Regions from separate parts of the Rattus norvegicus genome. Here region 2 is linked to region 1. The links are chromatin contacts, called in public Hi-C maps. All regions are on one chromosome and are shown on one strand. Each heading gives the region's core, a stretch centred on a gene start, on an enhancer-like site or on the middle of the called end of the contact. The rest is flanking DNA. Distances are from core to core; before and after follow the strand shown.

Region 1 (6,279 bases), core at 439-2,938:
AACTGTTGTCCCTGATTTCTTGGTGAGCAAAGTGTCTACTGAAGTTTATGCCTCTAGCAAAAAGGTGGTGACACACAGAGAGCCTCCGCTCAGGTTTGACTCACTAGAACTCAGCCATGGGGCTCAGCATGGGTGAGTGGTGGGTGGGAATCGTGGGTGGATGTTTTCCTAACTCGGCAGTCACAGGGTTGCAGGAGGGAGAAAGATGATTATTTTACCAGTTAGCTGGTATAATGTAAGCAGAAAAAAAATAAGGTAGTTGTGCAGCTCTCCCCTCTGTTCTGCAAGCTCCTTAACCATTTGTTTGGACCCGGTGGAGTGGGATAATTTGACCGGACCCTGTCCTTGGGTTCAAGGGAAGAGACTTTGCACACGATCCAGCCCTAAAGGGACCGGGGCGTGCAGGGAGCAGCAAGGTTGTCTTCCAATGACAGCTTTCTGCCCGAGCCCACTCGAACCTACAGAGAAGCCAAGTTTGGTTAAAAAATGCTTCAGAGTGAACAATTGCAAGCTGCTTGCTGCTGAGCAAATTCCATTTTGGGGGATCTTTTAAACAAAGGGCTTGAAACGCTGAATGGCTCTGCTCTCTGCCTCCCCGAGGGAGAGTAGGTTGAGGGGAGGCAGCAGGAAGCAGGAATCTGGAACAAAGGCCACTGGGGTGGAAGACTTTTCCCACAAAGTGCTGTGCTGCTGTAATGTCAGGACACACACGAGGCTGCAGTGGGCCAGCTAACAGCTCTGGGTGGGCTAGGTCTTGTCTGACAGAGATGAGGGGAGGGAATTAGCCATCTGGGGCCCCGGCGGGGGGTGGAGTGGGGGTTGAGGGGGTGGACCAGTTCACAGAAAAAAAAAAAGCTATATTTGTTCAAAGCTGCACATGATCATATCTGGAATTCTCCAGCATCCACTTCAACACTAGCCACCCTTCAAACTCAGGCAGGCACAGAAGATGTCACATTGAGGCCTGTGACACAGCATTTCATTCCACGTTCAGGGAGTGTACACCCGTGTGATTAAGGACAGTTACACAGTGGTATCTACTCAAATCCATAGCCTCTGCTGAAATCGTGCACCAAGTCTTTTGCTAATAATTGACTCACAGGCCAGCGAGAGGGCTCAGCAGGTAAAGGAGCTTGCTGTCAAGCCTGATGACCTGAGTCTGATCCCCAGGACACACACGGTAGGAGAACCAACTTCTGTAAACTGTTCTCTATTCTACCACCATGGCATCCGCCACCACCCTCACATAAAACAAGCAAATAAATGTGATTTAAAACCCCATATATGGGGTTGGGGATTTAGCTCAGTGGTAGAGCATTTGCCTAGCAAGCGCAAGGCCCTGGGTTCGGTCCCCAGCTCTGAAAAAAAAAAAAAACATATATAAGAGTAGGGGTACGGTACCACTGATAGAATTGTTTTAGCCATTTCTATTTAGCCCGTATTTAGCTAGTATGTTCGTGAGGTCAGGGTTTGATCTTCAACACAAAACAAAACAAGCCCCTGGCTCACGATCTATGCAGACTTTCATACGGTTTACGCCTAACATGAGCCGAGTGATGGCAAGGCACGTCTGTGGCCACAGAAGGCCCCAGCTTTGAGGCTGCGGGCAGCTCAGCTGTCATGCAGGCACACAGGTGATGTAAGACAATAACTTGAGAGTCAGCTGGCCCAAGGCCTGCAGCCAAGCTGCAGCCAGAGTGCCAGGGAGTGGGACAGGCTGCTGGAGGCCACACCAGCGTCCACAGCCCATGGAGCTCACCGCTGTCCTCCTGCTGCTGGGCCTCTGCTCCGGTAAGTCCCAGGGAGGGGGCTCTCCTTTGAGGGTGAAACACTAATGTGCCCCATGTCCCATACCAAGGTCTTGTTTCTTTAAAGGGAACACAGGACACGGCTATACCAGCCAGAGGCTTCTCTACCAGTCACAGCTTGGTGTTGGCTCGGATGGAATCTTGAGGATAGATTTTTAGTTTGTTTCCCCAGAATGGGAGCTGCCTGGTCAAAAGCCACGAGCAAGAGATCCTGGTCGCTCTGGCGTTGCCTGGTCCCAAGCTCAGTCATGTGAACGTGATAGCCCACTTGTACAATCAGAGCCACTGGTAGACTATGCTACCGTTCTCATCTACCTTCATGTTCAGACTAGTGAAGGCAGGTCCAGCACACAGCCATAGGGCTGCATGTGCCAAAACGATCTAGCCATAGATACATACAAGGGCATAAACTTATTTAAACTTCGTTATTTTATTTTTGATATTATTATTATTATTATTATTATTATTATTATTATTTGTAGCTAGATTGCATAGTTTGGGTGTGAACTGTGTAGACAACGATGGGCCTTTTGTCACTGGAGAATTTGTCTGAGAATGAAGAGGTTTGATTGACAGCTACAGGTGCCTGGAAACCTGTTAACAATGTAACCAAACTGTCTCTACAAAGAAACTGTTTTGTCATGTCTAGGTTTTTAAAGTCAGAGATTCGTTTTTTTTTTTTAAGTCCATATAAATCCATGGCCGCTGCACTCCCACTCCACCCCACTTTGTAAGGATCTTACTACTATGTAGGTTTTATGTTTGAGTTGGACTCACGAAACCTTGCACAGCCCTTGACCTACTCTCTACTCTGGAATGTGTCCCATCACAGCCGCTGAAACGCTATCCTGAGCCCCAGACTTCCGGTAGAGGGAAACAGGAGATGTGTGTTGATTACTTCCGATGAACTTACTGGTCATATCATTCCACTGAGGAGCATGGTGGCTTAAAGCCTGCAACTCCCCTCGCTCTAACATTGCTCCGACAAACACAGGCCTTCCAGGCAAAAGCAAAGAGCACACACACACACACACACACACACACACACACACACAAACACTCACACACTCACACATACATGTATACACACACACATACATACACACACATATACACACACACACTCACACACATACATTCACACACTCACACACTCACACACATATATACACACGCACACACTCATACACACTCACACACATTTATTTTCAATAGCAGAGTTAGAGGAAGTGTCTAAACTCAGATGGATTAAATGCTGTGAAATTTAAAGTTGATCCAACCAAAGCAGGCATGTGCATGCACGTATTTACAAGCATCACACTTGGTGAAAACTTGTTTTAAAAAATTTTAAAGAATTTTTTTATTTTATGTGTATGAATGTTTTGCCTGCATGTATATGCACCACATGTGTGCCCAGTGACTACAGAGGTCAGAAGAGGGCCTCAGATTCCCTAGAGTTACAGATACGCATGAGCCACCATGTGGGTACTGGGAACAGAATCTAGGTCCTGTGCAAGAGCAACAAGTGCTCTTAACTTCTGAGCCAGCCCTCCAAGCCCCTCAGTGAAAGTTCTTATGTGATAGATAGGCTTCTAAATATTACCTACAAGACCTCTTAGAACAACACAGTTCACGTGCAGCTAGTAAGAGTCAGTGTTGTGTGTTTTGATCCCATGTGCAGTCTGTAGTAAGCAGAGGAAGCCCTGAGCAGGTGAAATCATGGGTGAGTATGTGTGTTAACATGGGCATGGCCAGGTCAAGAACCCCAAAAGCCTCAGACCCATGGAGGAATAGAAAAGCCTTCCTGGTGGGGTAAGACTCCAAGGAAGATGGCAAAGCCATCATGTGTGGATATTGGAAGGATGTGTAGAGAATGTCCACCATAGTTTTCTGGCCCCTGGGTGTTATGGACGGATGACTGACTGTTCCCCTACAGAACTGTCCCACCGAGATAGCTAACCTTGTCCCCTTGACCCAACTGTATATAAACCCTGCATCCTTGCTTATCTCTATGCACTAATCCTTCCTCCATGTTCAATCTATTTAATAAACACATTGAGCTTCCTGGGCTCTGAGGTTTCTCTACCCGAGAGACCAGGCCATGGGATCATGGCTTTTCTGTGTGTCCATGTGTCTGTCTATGTTTCTTCTCTCAGCTTCTTCGCTGTCCCAGTCAGGTCCTTTTCTGGAGCCACGCAGAGAATGAGACGGCAGTCCATAGAAATTTAGAATTATAAACTGAAGTCCAGCACCCTAAATTTGTTTATTATAAGGAAACCGAAGGGAAAAGATATAAACTGGCCTGCAGGGTGTGATCACTTAAGAACTTAAGAACTCCCACACCCAGGCCTAAAACAATCTGAAATCACCCAGGTAGAGACAGAGCATGAGGTTGGAGTAAGATTTACACAAGGCGACTCACTACAGTTCAGAATTCTTTCCCTCAAAACCAGGGTCCAGTTCCCTGTGTACAAATGCAAAGCGGGTTCAGTCAGCAAAGCACTGGCATTACAAACACAGGACCTTAGTTCAATTCCCACAACCCATATTTAGAAAACCAGGCATGGTGACAATGTCTGTAATCCTGACAATGTGTAAGGAAAGGCAGAAAGGTCCCTAGTGCTTCCTGGCCATCTAGCCTAGCCTACATAGTAAATTTTAGGCTAATGACAGCCTGTCTCCAAAAAGATGTGGATCCCTGAGAAATGACATCTGAGGTTGTCTTCTGGCTTGTACATGCAGGTGCACACATACGTGCTTGCACACACACATGTCTTAGTTAAGGTTTTACTGCTGTGAACAGACACCATAACCAAGGCAACTCTTATAAAGGACAGCATTTAATTGGGGCTGTCTTACAGGTTCAGAGGTTCAGTCCATTATCATCAAGGCAGGAACATGGCAGCATCCAGACAGGCTTGGTACAGGTAGAGCTGAGAGTTCTACATCTTCTCCCAAAGGAAGCCAGGAACAGACTGAGCATCCTCAGGCAGCTAGGAGGAAGATCTCCAAGTCCACCCCCCACAGTGACACACTTCCTCCCACAAGGCCACACCTTCTAATAGTGCCACTCCCTGGGACGAGCATATGCCAACCATCACAGCACACATGCAAACACACAGTTACGCACATGTAATATGATCTAGAAAGCTCATTTTACACACAGTCACATACACATAATATGATGTAGAACATGCACTTTGAACATGTGGACTCTTAGCAACAGTCCTTCGGTCAGGGTCACTTTCCCCGTGCCTACTGAACACACCCCAGTTGTTCTGGTTACGTGGCACCTTTCACAAACTTCTCCTACCATCCACTCAGGAACCTCAGCCATGCCACTGCCACCTTTCTCAGGGCACATAAATTCCCAATGGGCTGATAGCTATTGATGTCAATGACAAATGTCACTCACCCTGTGAACAGAGAGAAGCCAATTCATGCCAGGTTCACCTTCAAATATTGTAGCATTTCTAATACAGTGTTTGCATGCAGATATTCAACAGACAAGTGTGGTGGGTTAAGTGTCATCACTGTTGGAGTCAAGAGCATTGCTATGCTTTGGCTACAAAGGGCAATGTTGACATGCCTTGTTGTCTATGTAGAACCTTCCTCTTTAACGAAAGAGAGCTTACTGGCTGTGCTGACTCCAGCACTCCAAGCCATATTGGAGCTAGAAAGGGGATTGCAGAATTCTTCCTTGGAGTCTTGGAAAATTCTATGACATCGACTTGCTTACTCATTCTCTTGCTTACTCATTACTCAGCTCTATGGGCTGTTTCCTCGCAATGGATTGCAGTAATGTTTCTGTAAACCCTGTTGGGGAAACATTGTATCTCCTCACCTTGCCCATTGAAACAACTCTAAGAAGTAGAGAATGAGGTGGCAATTCCTCATGAAGGGAACCAGGCCCCTTGCCATGGGCAAGGGCTGGAGGTGAGTGTCTCCAGCATGCTGGCACACCTATTTCCCCTGTCCTCCTCCCTTAGTGAACCATTAGGCCAGATGCACAGCTTTTCTGGAACACACTGCTGACCCTCTTGCTTTCTATGTGTTCCTCCTGTGCAAAATCTGGGTCTCTGCACAACACCCCTTCTTGAGAGTCAGCAGCTTGCCAGCAGTTTGGGGAAGTCCTATGAGAAAGTTTTTTAGTACTGTTGGAAGTTTTGAGGTTCAGACAACTTAGGAAGCTAGATTTGAGATGTGGCTAGGTCAGGGTTCATGGGGTTCACAGCAAAGATGTTTAAGCTATGCTGAAAGATTTGCGAAAGCTCAAATCTAAATAGAGATTACATTCTACCTTTAGGAATGAGATAAATTGTCTGTAACTCTGCCTCTGGGGATCTAAGAGGTCACAGCTAAGCATTGAGCCTCAGTGTTTTCATCTGTGAAGCTGGGGTTAAAATAAAAATCACCCACCGAATCATTCTAACTATTTGGGAGGATTACAGATGGTCATGGGACTTAACTT
Region 2 (6,480 bases), core at 3,883-6,382, 290 kb before region 1:
TACTGTAAAATGATTAGTATGCAGAGTATTTTGGACATGATTAGGTATGTGGGTTTATTCACAGCAATATGAAGCAAGAAAATTCAAAGATAATAATGGTCAAGATGAAAGATGGACACAACAGAAATAGACTTTTATATCTAATTTAGAGCTGTAGTTTACATACATTTTTAAAAAGTTAAGAATAAAAAGTAAAATCTTAAATTCTTTGAAACTAAAATTTAGAGTTTTCACTGACTAGATTTACTCTCTGATAAACCAAATTTACTCTTATTTTTGGATTTGGTAAAGAAGAGATCTGGGTAGTTATTGATTTCATGTGCATGTCTGTGGGTGGGTACCTGCATGTCATAGTGCACATGTGGAAGTCCGAGGACAATTTATAGGAGTCGGTCTCTTCTAGCATCTGGGTCCCTAGTATAAAACTCCAGTTGTCAGGCTTGGTAGCAAAGACTTTTCCCTGATGACTTATAATGAATTATAGAAGTTTTTACTCCATGTTCAGTTAACCTTGTTTCTTAGAGCCTGTATATCAAGGAAAATATAAACAAGATAATACATCAGAAAGGCAGAAGCTAGAGCAAAACTTTACTCACATCACAATCCAAGGAATGAAGGTACACTCAGTCCCCTTCAAGGTCATGCCCCAAATGCCTGAAGGAGCTCTCCAAGCCTACATATGACTTGGACTCCACCACTCCCAATGCTATCACCCTATGAAGAATCTTTTGGGTTTTTTTTTTAGGGATATTGGAGCTCCAAACCATAACTACAGATAGTGCATTGCTTGTAGACATAGTCTCTGGAAAGTAACCAGTTTTGCCATGTTGTTCTATAAGTCATTCTTGGAAACGTGACCTCAATAACTGCTAACTTTTTTCTGCCGTTGTTTTGTGTGTGATCTCTTCTTAATATACTCTTTTTTTTAAAGTTAAAGGTATTAACTTTTAATTACATATAGTGTGTCGGAGGGAGGAGTGTGTTGGGTTGTTAGTGCGGTGCCCGTGGCAGCCAGAGCCTGCGTTGGAGCTGGAGTTAGAGCCCGTTCAGTGTGTCCAACATAACATGCTAGGGAACAGACTTTCTTCCCCAAGAGCGTTAAGCACTTTCTAATTTTTTTTATGTGTATTAATGGTTTGTCTGCATGTATGTCTGTGAATCACTTGGGTGCCTAGTCTCCAAGGAGATCAAAAAAAGAACTGTAGTTCTAGATGGTTGTAAGATGCCACACGAGTGGGCCGGTGGGTGGGGGATGGGGAAAAAAAAAAAGATGCCACACGAGTGATGAGAAAAGGGTTTTCTGCAAGTGTATCAAGTGTTCTTTACAACTGAGCCATCTCTTCAGCCCCAGCATTAAGTACTTTTAAACTATGAGCTAACTCCACCCCACCCCCAGTTTTTAGACAGGTTCTATACACACACACACACACACACACACACACACACACACACACACACACACACACCATTGCCTGGAACTTCTCTATAGACCAGACTGGCTTCAAAGTCAACAGAGAGCCGCTTACGTCTGCCTCTCAAATGCTGGGATTAAAGTTGTGTATCACCACACCAGTAGTATTAAAAAGTATTTTTTAAAAAGTTTTTTTTAAAAGAATTTCTGTATTATTATGTGTGTGCTTGCTTGAGATTATGTGCAACATGTGCATGCTGCAGTCTTAGACACCAAAAGAAAGCATCAGCTATCCTGGAACTGAATTTATTGGTGATCTTTAGTCACTGTGTGGATGTGGAGAACCTAGTCTTAACTCCTAAAAGCGCAGTAAGTGCTCTTTCTTTATGGCTGAACCATCACCCCAGCTCTACACATGATGGTTTTTTTGGCTTGTTTTGTTTTAAATAAAAAGCATTGTATTTAGATTTGTTTAAATAGGAAAGTCAATAGCTGAAAATTAGAATATTTGTTTGTATGTGTACCATAAGAAATTGTTTGAGAATTCCCTAGCATTAAATTTATAGTATCTGTTAGTGAGTTATACATGTGAGCCTCTATGTGTGGCTAAGCATGGTTTTAAGTTGCATGTGTTCTACTAGAGCTTGTCCTATCATTTGCTCATTTTTCTATCATAAACTTGGAAATTTTAATATTGTGATAAACAGCATTGTGGTGAGTATCATTTTACACAATTTTTTGTGTGCATCTCTATAGTTTTGTAGACTACATTTCTCAAACTACTATTACAAGCTCAATGTATATCTGTAAACGGTTGTAGTAGCTAAGCATGTAGACCTCACGTTCAAGACCACCATAAAGCCTTGTCTTTGAGAAACAGGGGCTGAAATGAAACAAGTGTCACCGGGTTGAATTCTCATTCCAAATTAATTAGTTGACAAATAACTAAAATGTATGCATAGTTATATATTGGACCATAAAGATGGCTTTCTGGATAAAGGAACTTGCTTTAAGACTGATGACCTGAGTTCAGTCCCTAGAACCCACATAGTAGAAGGAAAAATCTGATCCCTGCAGGTTGTTCATTAACTTCCACAAATACACAGGCTTAAAAGAAAGAAAAAAAACATCAAATAAAAGCTCACTCTGCTTTTGCTTTCATTAAAAGTTTAGCTCTCATTAATAATAAACTTATTTATTTATTTATTTTATGCATGTTAGTACACTGTCACTGTCATCAGATACACCAGAAGAGGGCACCAGAAGATCTCATTACAGATGGTTGTGAGCCACCATGTGGTTGCTGGGAATTGAACTCAGGACCTCTGGAAAAGTAGTCAGTGCTCTTAACTACTGAGCCATCTCTCCAGCCCAAACTAATTTTGTTATAATCACTCCGGGCTTGGGTAATACATTTTTTAGCCAATGATTTTGTGAGGTACTTAATATTTATATTGTACACTATCACTGCCCAGAACAGCCCAGTGAGTGTCAGCTTCATGAGGTAATCTTGCTGAAAGTGGCAGTGACAGAGTCTCTCTTTATGTTAAGTAGTATTCTTTGAATGTTGAAGGTACTACTATTATTTTTTAATTTTTATTTTTTAAGATAGGTCTCACTATGTAGCTCTGGTTGTCCTTGTACTCTCTCTGTAGATCAGGTTTTCCTCAAACTTACAGAGATCTCCTGCCTTTGCCCTCTTAAGTGCTGGGATTAAAGGTATGCACTATAATACTCTGCAATAATTGATCATTGGTTTTAGAAACACAAATTTGGTGATGACAGTGTAAATTTTATTTTTCTCATCTCTATGAAAGGATCCAAATTTTGCTCTACTTAGTTTAAATTTAAAATATATAGCAGATTATCACATTTAAAAATGTACTTTGTTGATAGTGTCACTTAAGAATGGCCTATAAAAATTAGCACAAAGAGTTTACTTGAAGATTCTTACTGTGGTCTTTTTTTAAATGCCTAGGGAACTTTTAGATATTGCAGAGACTCCTATTAACTTCATTTGTTTCTAGAGGAATACAATGGTGTTGAATTGAATAAAAGATACAAAATTAATACTTAGTAAAAGATTTATTTGCATATCATCTTGTTGGCTATATCTTTGCCTTTGGTGTCACTTCAATTTGAAGCTACTTTGTGGTAAATTATTTTATATCACAAGCTGATTCAGAAGAGATTAGATACAATATATACTTACCCCGAGTCTTAGTGGAAGTATATGTGAGTTAATCAGTAGTTTCTACTATTGAGTAGAGTTCCTCTTCAACTAAGGAAAAAGTAGGAAAAGGTTGTAGCCTTGATACATGAAAATTTATTTCTACCCATTCAACAAATTAAATAGTAGTAATAATAATATATGGTAAAAATAACTATAAAATCCTAGATGACTGATTTGTAGGAAGTTATTCTTTAAGAGATGGCTTAGCATATAAAAAGCACTTGTCAGACAAGCCTGGCAACCTGAGTTCAGTCTCCAGAGCCCTTAAGTAAAGACAGAAGGAGGACAGAACTGACACCACAGAGTTGTCCTCGGAACTCCACATAGGTACTGTGCTTTGTGTAACACTCCACCCTACCCCCCCGTATTAACAAAATCTGAAGAAATATGGCCAAACCTTGGAAACAGATTTCTTACCTATTAGAATATGCACTAATTTACTGTGGACTCTGCATGTTCACTTTCTTCCTATCTGCCCATTACTTTTTTCTACCTTATAAGGTCCTCTCCAAAAAACTTGTCTTCATTTTCTTCCAACATTGTTTATTGAGATTAATGCTCAGGCTCTTGTTTTTGTTGACAGAAATTTTGTGCAGACCTGTTGGATTGTGCATTCAAATTAGATTTTGTCTAGAAGAAATGGTATTAATTAAATATGTTAATACTGCCAGTGATATGATTATAATTCTACAGTTTATTCTGAAAACAAATCCTTTTTTTAGTTTATCTATATATATATATATATGTATATATACATATATATCGTAACATTTTTCTCATTTTAACTGGATAGAGAGAGAATAAAAAACCAAGGTCAGATTCACCTGTGTCCTTCACATTACAAAACTGTTACTGTCTTTGTTAACTAATGGTTAATTTTATCTTTGGATATTGTGTAAGAGTTTATAAATACATAACCCTTGTATTTTTAGCTAGTCACTCCTTTTCTCTGAAGTCAGAGTTTACTTTCACTTTCACGTTATGCAGCAGATAATGATATTTTATAGAGGCCAAACTAATCCCAGAAGAAAGCACTAATTGAATAAAAATTCTAGGTGAAATTTCCAGAGTTTTTACCTTTTAATTTTGACAACTTCACAGTTTTTTAAGAGTGTCACTTATAACAAGATAGTTTATAATAAAATGCTTTAATGATTGTCTTCTAATGAAAAGTTACATTGGGAGGTTTTCTAGGACCTAAAATGAATCTTACATGAATACCCTTTAATATGAATGTAAAGCATAACATTGACAATTTTAATACAAGGATAAAGGCAGCAGTGTGAATATGCTTTGCCATGTGTTCATTGACTTGAGAGCTTTGTTCCTAAGGGTGCCTGTCAACACACCACTATTAATCTCACCAGATCTGGGGAGGACTTTTGAAAGGATAAAGTAATATAAGAAGATAGCCTGAGAGGGGAAGTTGGATTGTACTCTCAGTGTCCACAGCTGAGTGAACAGCTAATGGAAGAGTAAACCAAGGGACAGACACACTGAACAGTCCCTGCATATGGAGATGCAAACAGGTTCTGGAGAATACTAGTTACTCTCATCAAATAGTGGGTAACTTTCTATTGTTGTTTGTAAGTAAAGTGAAGCTTGATTGTCTTCTGCCTTTTACAGATTTTAAGACTCTAAAGAGTTAAGGAGTTCATTTTTTTCCCATTAGTCTTTATATGTAATGCTTACGGCAGATTTGGAGGTCATAGGAGTCCTCAGCTTATTTAGAAGGGTAGACATAAATAGTACTAGCCCCAATAAGGAACATTCAGATTACCATGGACACTGATAGGAGGTCTTTTACCTTGAAGCTGGAGAGCCCGAGAGAGGACTCAAGGAGTTAAGAGTGATTGTGCTCTGCAAGAAGACTTGAGTTTGGTTCCCAGCACCCAAACCGGGTGACTCACAACTTTGTGGACTCTAATATTCTTGTTTTTGTAAGCATCCACAGACACACACATGAACATGAATAAAAATAAAATCTTCTTAAAAATTGAAGGTAGGATTCTTATGCTGGACATAGGATGCTAGTAAGTACTAGGTATCAGACTTCTTAACAGTTTCATTAAAATTTTAATACCCCTATTTGTTAAGTAGTAGAAATGAGTAAGGGTTAATTTAACTTCTGAACCAGGAAGGCAAAATAAATGAGTGGTTTCCTTTTTAGGCAACAGTGGTTCTTGATAAGGAGTTCTTTCTAAAGTCTATTTCCAGTAAGAATTTAAACATGAATATTTGTCATAATCATAAGTATCACTGGTCATATGTACTCACCAGTGTACGGCGAGGGAAGGCATGATAAATAGCTTTGAACATACATTCATCTTAATACAAGTTATGGTTTTAAAAATCACTTTTTTAGGTTAAGACAGTTTAAAATAGAGTTATTGTATTGTGATTACTGTTTCTTTGCTAGACTATAGCACAAAAATCTTCACTATGGTACTATAAAGCTAGACTTAATTTCTTTGTTCTTTTTTTCCTCCTTTTAATTTAGACAGGTTCTTACTATATAGCCATGGCTGACTTGGAACTCTATTTGTAGATCAGGCTATCCTCAAATTTACAGAGATCTGCCTTCCTAGTACTGGGATTAAAGGTGTGCACCACCATGCCTGGCCTCAGACTAATTTCTTTTTTTTTTTTTTTTTTTTTTTTTTTTGGAGCTGGGGACCGAACCCAGGGCCTTGCGCTTGCTAGGCAAGCGCTCTACCGCTGAGCTAAATCCCCGACCCCCAGACTAATTTCTTAATTTGTACAGGAGTCATTTTTAGAATATTATCAGTTTAAAAAGTGGTAAGTAACCTTACATCTAAGTAAATACAATATTTTC

Evidence for each region. A called contact is a pair of places that touch in the nucleus more often than the background predicts.
Region 2: a contact with region 1 is called in a Hi-C map of liver, with 3 times the contacts expected there. The contact joins the enhancer-like site here to the promoter of Chrna1 in region 1. A contact is called at or near these places in 5 of 12 Hi-C or Micro-C datasets (the A7r5 cell line, Schwann cells, liver and 2 more).

What each region holds. Positions count from the first base shown.
Region 1 is chr3:78,872,762-78,879,040 of GRCr8, reverse strand. Chrna1 (cholinergic receptor nicotinic alpha 1 subunit) reads left to right here and starts at 1,688. Exons shown (of 9, transcript NM_024485.2): 1 at 1,688-1,791. The coding sequence starts at 1,749.
Region 2 is chr3:79,163,148-79,169,627 of GRCr8, reverse strand. The region is part of intron 4 of Atf2 (activating transcription factor 2); the gene reads left to right. Among named protein-coding and RNA genes, the nearest start is that of Atf2, 36 kb to the left of the region's middle. Within about 2 kb of position 5,132, at least 2 of the 93 cell types and tissues checked have an H3K27ac peak or open chromatin away from gene starts, as enhancers often do.